Linked DNA regions of Hordeum vulgare: region 1 is linked to region 2. Evidence: chromatin contacts called from public Hi-C data. All regions are on one chromosome and are shown on one strand. Each heading gives the region's core, a stretch centred on a gene start, on an enhancer-like site or on the middle of the called end of the contact. The rest is flanking DNA. Distances are from core to core; before and after follow the strand shown. Region 1 holds the start of LOC123443303 (receptor-like protein kinase HSL1). Region 2 holds the start of LOC123443302 (triose phosphate/phosphate translocator TPT, chloroplastic).

Region 1 (3,456 bases), core at 221-2,720, 810 kb after region 2:
ACGGTGGGTTTTCTGGTATTGCTCCGAAATCGCTTCTCCCTCTTTCCCTTGTTCTTGTTCTGGCTCGGAAGAAAAAACTGTGTATTTCCGTTATGCTTTATTATGGAAAGGGGGAAAGCCCGGTTCAAAAAAAGTATATTACATCGGATGTATGTACACAATATTTGAGTCAGACTCTGTATGTGACAGAGTGGTGAAGAGAAATTTATACACGAGCCTATCAAATTTTCTGGAGTTTTTACAGTACATATCCTAATAATTTGATAATTAACCTAACTAGTTTGGTCCAACTTGTGCAAGACCATTGTAACCGCGACGAAACTAGTTTAGTACTACATCTTGAAGCCTCATTGCAACTTGTCCAGACAATATGACACTTGGTATGTAATTATGAACACCGTCATACAGAAGCATCTCTTAATTCTGTCACATAAGTATGCAGACCATAGAATTTCCCGCAGAATAGCGGTATCGCAGACTCATTGGTTCGCATAGAATTTCGGGGCAATACCTTGGTTTTTCTTCAACCAAGGTACGTGTTATCTTCTCGGAGTTAAAATCAAAATTCAAAAAAGGCTTCTCCGACTAAAATCTTGGTTTTTACTCAGAGAAGCCTTTTTTGAATTTTGCAAGGTACGTGTTATCCTATATATTACAATATGTAAGGGGACAAACAAAAACACAAGACATGCTGCATGTGATGGATTGATGGGCTTCGTGATTCTTCTTGCTCAAGACATACTGGGTCTTCTTTCACTAGATTTACTATGGATCTCATAAAATGTAGCTTTCTGTAATGAAATTTTATTTATATCATGTTAGTCACTTAGATGCAAGACATGAACATGTTAAAGATGACTAACATGGAAAGCATATGCATGACTGGACGTACACATTATGTAGTGCAAAACTCATGTAGGATTCAAATACATAAGAGTTATAGGTCAATGGCAATCATCATGTCAAATTTAAGTCTTAAAAATATGGTTAGTTATATTATGATGTATTTTTATAACATATTTTTCATTAAAAAAATCCTAATATAGCTGAAAATGTCATCATTGCATAGAACACGAAAAGTTACACAATATTCATATACGGCACGTTTTCATCGGATGTACGGATTAAAAGTTACATCAGTTTTAATATAAGATAGTGTGACTCCTTACAGTCAGGCGCCACACAATGTAGTGTGGCTCCTTACTCTTAGGCGCCACATAATCAGTAGTGTAGCCCCGGGTGTCACGTTGGCAAGAAGTGCAATGCCCATATGCTAGGCGTTACATAGTGTAGTGTGACGTCCGACTGTCGGACGCCACATAAAAGGATCGACTGAATGAATTTATTTTAAACGTAATTTAGTTTGTGAATTTGTTTCGTTTACGGGTCAATTTTGTGGATTTTGCCTCTCCTCGCCGAGGATGGGGATTCCCCTCCCAAGAACGAAAACGTTTTAAAATGGACAGCTTCCATCCACTCCCCCACTCTACTCGATACCGGGTCTCCGCCTAGTAAACTGTGCGTGCTCAGCCTCAGCTCAGCTCGCTTCTGCTCTGCTCTGCTCAGCTTGCTCAGCTACCCCCACTCGCCTCGCTTGTCCTCTCCCCCATCCATCTCCATCTCAATAACAGCACCCACCAACTCGTCCCCCCCGCACACTCGCCGTCGCCAATGCCGACGCCCATGTCGCCGTCCTTCTTCTGACCCCGACGCACCTCGAGCGCGCCCAGCCAAAGAACCGTCCCATCGCCGACGCAGCCGAGACGAGACCACCATGGCCGCCTTCCTCCCCCTCCTGCTGCTCGCCGTGGCGGCCAATGCCGCCTTGATGGTGACCCCGGCGCTCGGGCTCAACCAGGACGGCCTCTACCTGCTTGACGCCAAGCGCGCGCTCACCGCCTCCGCGCTCGCGGACTGGAACCCCCGCGACGCCACGCCCTGCGGCTGGACGGGCGTCTCCTGCGTCGACGGCGCCGTCACGGAGGTCTCGCTCCCCAACGCCAACCTCACCGGCTCCTTCCCGGCCGCGCTCTGCCGCCTCCCGCGGCTCCAGTCCCTCAACCTCAGGGAGAACTACATCGGCCCCGACATCGCCAAGGCCGTCGCCGGATGCAAGGCGCTGGTGCGCCTCGACCTGTATATGAACACGCTCGTCGGGCCGCTCCCCGACGCGCTAGCCGAGCTCCCGGAGCTCGTCTACCTCAGCCTCGAGGCCAACAACTTCTCCGGGCCCATCCCGGACTCCTTCGGCACGTTCAAGAAGCTCCAGTCGCTCTCGCTCGTCAACAACCTGCTCGGCGGCGAGGTCCCGGCGTTCCTCGGCCGCATCTCCACGCTCCGGGAGCTCAACATGTCCTACAACCCTTTCGCTCCCGGTCCAGTGCCGGCCGAGCTCGGCGACCTCACCGCGCTGCGCGTGCTCTGGCTCGCCAGCTGCAACCTCGTCGGCTCCATCCCGGCGTCTCTCGGCCGGCTCGCCAACCTCACCGACCTCGACCTGTCGTTGAACGCGCTCACCGGCCCGATACCACCGGGGCTTGCCGGTCTGACAAGCGCCGTTCAGATCGAGCTGTACAACAACTCGCTCTCCGGCACAATCCCGAAGGGATTCGGCAAGCTCGCAGAGCTCAGGAGCATAGATATCTCCATGAACCGCCTCGGTGGCGCCATCCCGGATGACCTGTTCGAGGCGCCAAAGCTGGAGAGCCTGCACCTGTACTTGAACTCGCTCACGGGGCCCGTGCCGGACTCCGCGGCGAAGGCGTCCTCGCTCGTTGAGCTGCGCCTGTTCTCGAACCGGCTGAACGGCACGCTGCCGGCCGACCTCGGTAAGAACACGCCACTGGTGTGCCTGGACTTGTCCGACAACTCCATCTCCGGCGAGATCCCAAGGGGCATATGCGACCGCGGCGAGCTGGAGGAGCTGTTGATGCTCAATAATGCGCTTACCGGGCGCATCCCCGAGGGGCTCGGGCGATGCCATAGGCTGCGACGGGTGCGGCTCTCCAAGAATAGGCTCGACGGCGATGTGCCCGGCGCGGTCTGGGGCCTGCCGCACTTGGCGCTTCTGGAGCTCAACGACAACCAGCTTGCCGGGGAGATCTCCCCTGTCATCGCCGGCGCGGCCAACCTGTCCAAGCTGGTTATCTCCAACAACCGGCTAACCGGGAGCATCCCCTCGGAAATTGGATCCGTCGCCAAGCTGTACGAGCTATCGGCAGACGGCAACATGCTCTCAGGGCCTCTTCCCTCGTCTCTTGGCAGCCTCGCGGAGCTCGGCCGGCTCGTGCTCCACAACAACTCGCTATCTGGTCAGTTGCTCCGGGGAATCCGTTCTTGGAAGCAGCTTAGCGAGCTCAACCTTGCCGACAATGGCTTTACCGGAGCCATACCACCGGAGCTGGGTGACTTGCCGGTGCTCAACTACCTTGACCTCTCCGGCAACCGTCTCACCGG
Region 2 (3,564 bases), core at 605-3,104:
AATGAAATCTGCACATGAAATAGGCACCTTTAATAGTGTGGGCAAACGAGACTGCAACAGTAGCAAAGGACACGTTGCTTGTGACATGACCAAGAGCATGGCACAGTGCCACCGGAAAGAGCAGCTTCAGGAGCGTTCCATTGATCGGCTACGGAAGATGCGGTAATTTGCATTATTTTTTGAAGCAAATTTCAAGATAAGAAACATGGCCTTGATAAGAAGCAGCTATTGATATGATAAATTCTTCTAATATGTTGTCAATTTAGAGGCATGCTATTCTAATTAATGGACACAGACTTTTCTAATGTATGAAAAGATGAAGGGTGTGGATCAAGTTTAGTTGAAGCTTATTGACCACACAAACAACAACAGATTACCTTTACGGTTGAAATAAAGGGTCTGTACAATTTACTTAACAACTGCAATTCTTTTATGAAACATGAAATTATAAGATTTCCTACATTTTATACAGATGCTTAAACATGGCAGTGACATATGATCCATGAGTGCAACATTATAATGGAATTTACAGGAAGCCTATCAGTTGAACAATATTTATGAACTTTAAATGAAATACTACAGTCTCAGTGAGGCCGTTGTACTTTTATGAATTTACAGGAGGCCCATCAACTGAGGACCATTCTGCCCACTGTGTGAATTCCCAAAGAAAACACAACACTACAGCAAGGCGGTTAGAGTTACCGCGCGCTTCGGGAGACCAACGGCCCAGCTGAGGAGGCAGTACACGACCCCCACAAGTAGATGGATCACGGAGACAAAGCTGCAACCAGCAGTGCCATTTCCAGTGTAAGTTGCAACTCAGGCACAAGAACTGAAAGCAAGATCAGTGAGGCCGCTGATCTTCATCGTTTCGAAACAAAAGGCAAGGATGCAGACAACACACTTACTATGGGTAGGGGAAGTAGTTGTAGATCTTCTTGTTGAGGATGTTGAATATCACGTTCAGGAAGTACCTGCAGGATCACTTGCGGCAGAATGCACAAATTAGCTGAATAAAATCACTGCAAGATCGATCAAGCCAAACGGTGGGCGTGTTGAGTGAGGCAGCGAGAATGTACCACATGAAGAAGAAGAAGCCGGTGGTGATTGCAGGGTACTTCTCCAGCAACCCTGCCGACTTGGCCTCCCTATTATACAATAACCACAGTCAGTCAGAAAGTAATAAGATTGTTATAAGTGCGCTCCCAAGTCCAGTATCAGGCACAGGGCACGGATTTCGGCGCTGTGAGCCCCACCGATCAGCGATCAATGTGGCTGCAGGTGGGACCAGAATATTTGAAGTCGTGCCGCTAGCATGTGCAGCAGCGCAAATGTGGCTGAATTTATTTTTCTGTGCGGCGCGTGGGAGCGAGGAAACCAACTGCAGTATGTAACTAAACAAAACGGCCGGCCAGAGGAGTTTCTAGAAGCTTCCAGCGTGGAGACGCACGTGGCGCCACGGAATGATCACTCACCCGGCGGGGTCAGCGGAGGCGGCGGGCGGGCGGAGCGTGAGCCTCTTGGAGGCCTGGAGCGGGAGCAGGCCGGCGGGGAGGACGAGGGCGGGGCGGAGCTGGCGGCCCCAGACGAGCTGGGCGCCGTCGTGGACGGCGCCGGCGCGGGCGGCGGCCGGCAGGGGCGAGGCGAGGGCGGGGCCGCGGCGGAGGCGGAGCAGGCCGGCGACGCCGGCGGCGGCGCCGCCGGCGGAGAGCGTCCCGAGGGCCGGCATTGCTGCAGCAGCGCGGGGAGTCTGGGGCGATCGCGTTGTGCGCGGGGGCTGGAGCGGGGATGGGGCGGGCGGTTTTGGATAAGTTTATGGGTGGGAGCGGAGGGATTTGGGTGGCGGAGACGCGCGCGGGGGAGGATAGGCCGCTGCGATTGTTGATAGAGTTTGGGGAAGGAGACGAGACGAGAGGAGAGGACGGGGTCGGGTCGGGCGGGGCGGACGTCGCCGTCCGCGCGCGGCCCCGCTGCGCGAAATGGGAGAAGGTTTTGGACCGGGACGGGAAGGGCGATATTTTCCAGGGGCGAAATCGGACGGCGACGCGACGCGATGCTCGTGAGGCCGTGCTTGGAAAGTAGTGGCCGGCGTCCACACAATGCCCGGAGAAGATCCAGAGGCTGCTGTTTCCGGCTGGGAAATGTAACCATTTTTATGCCTGTTACTCTAATTGTTATTGTTAGCTCGTGGCACGGGAATCTCAGTCTCCTGCTTGAAAGCTATGGGACATTTTGCTGCTCATATAACTCCCTTCATTTTCATTTACTTGGTATATTTAAACGAATATACTTCCTCTGTCTTAAAAATGTACGTACTACAACCTTTGTGACAAAATGTAAGACGACTCTTATACTTTAATGCGGAGGGAGTAAGCTGTTTGTTTACTCTATATTTTTACCGCTGTGATTACCTTAATGCGTGCACTAGTTAAAATGTGTCAAATAAACAAAGGAAAAGCATTAGAATCAATCGGATGATTTTAAACTCACGTAAGCCTCCTCTCCACGTGACACCTGGCATGGTCCATTCACCGCTTTTCCTTCCAACCTTATCTCCTTCCTCTGCTCACATTTCTTCCCCGACGACAGCGGGGAACTGCGGAGGGATGTGTCCTGTGAAGTTGTTGTTGTGCACGTCGAGCAGCTCCAGCACCGTGATGTTGGCAAGCTCGGCGGGAAGGTGTCCGGTGAACCTGTTCGAATACAGATCCGGGAACACCAGGTTCTGCAGCTTCAATCTCCCTGGGTATCTCGACCGACGAGCTGGTTCTCACCGAGCCGGAGCCGGACCCGGACCAGCGACACGCAGTTGGTGACGCTCGGAGGAAGCAGCCCCGACAGCGCGTTGCCGAGCAGGAGCAGCTTGATGAGCTTCTGGAGTCCGAAGACCTCATCGGGGATGCCGCCGGTGAGCCGGTTTTTGGACAGGTCCAGCACGCACAGCTCGGTGCAGTCGCCCAGCGCGTAATAGCTTCCACATCAATTCGACACCGCCGTCGCGTGCTTCGTCGCAACACCCCGCCGCGATGAAATGGAGCACCATGCGTCGGTGGCCGCGCTGCAGGGAAACTTCACCGGCGGCCCGGGTGCCGATGGAGCTTCGAGGAGGTTAGTGTAGCGACGGAGCACCGCCGCGCGACGGTGGCGCTGTAGTAAAGCTTCGTCGGAGGTTGTCGGGGTGCTGCGATGGAACCAGTCGTGTCGGTTGCGCGCTGCAGTGAAGCATCGCCGGCGGTCGTCGGCTGCTGCGATGGAACCCGCCGCGGCGGCTACGCGCTGCAGTGAAACATCATCGGAGTTGCAATGAAGCGTTGCCCGAGCCGGTGAAGCTTCGATGGGGTTGCAATGAAGCATCGTCAGTGCTGCGATGGAGCATCGTCGGGCCAATCGATGTTGCGCAGCGCTGCCATGGAGTCGTTGTGCGGTGCTGTCATGGGAGCGTTTGATTGTGCGGCTGAAAGCGTCTGATCGTACCGCTGCCAACTCGGCTGATTTCCTCGGGAAATCGACCGGTTGATTTGTAGCAACGCCCATAAACAAAACTATAGGAGGTTGTTTGGGTTT

Evidence for each region. Hi-C and Micro-C count contacts between places; a contact is called where the count stands out from the background.
Region 1: a Hi-C map of seedling shows a contact between it and region 2, with 7 times the contacts expected there. The contact joins the promoter of LOC123443303 here to the promoter of LOC123443302 in region 2. A contact is called at or near these places in 2 of 6 Hi-C or Micro-C datasets (leaf and seedling) and 1 of 1 datasets of contacts at active chromatin or transcription factors (embryo).

The regions. Positions count from the first base shown.
Region 1 is chr3H:148,832,358-148,835,813 of MorexV3_pseudomolecules_assembly, forward strand. LOC123443303 (receptor-like protein kinase HSL1) reads left to right here and starts at 1,471. Exons shown (of 2, transcript XM_045119640.1): 1 at 1,471-3,456. The coding sequence starts at 1,775.
Region 2 is chr3H:148,017,190-148,020,753 of MorexV3_pseudomolecules_assembly, forward strand. LOC123443302 (triose phosphate/phosphate translocator TPT, chloroplastic) reads right to left here and starts at 1,855. Exons shown (of 12, transcript XM_045119639.1): 1 at 1,476-1,855; 2 at 1,080-1,148; 3 at 909-974; 4 at 703-781; 5 at 28-148. The coding sequence starts at 1,729.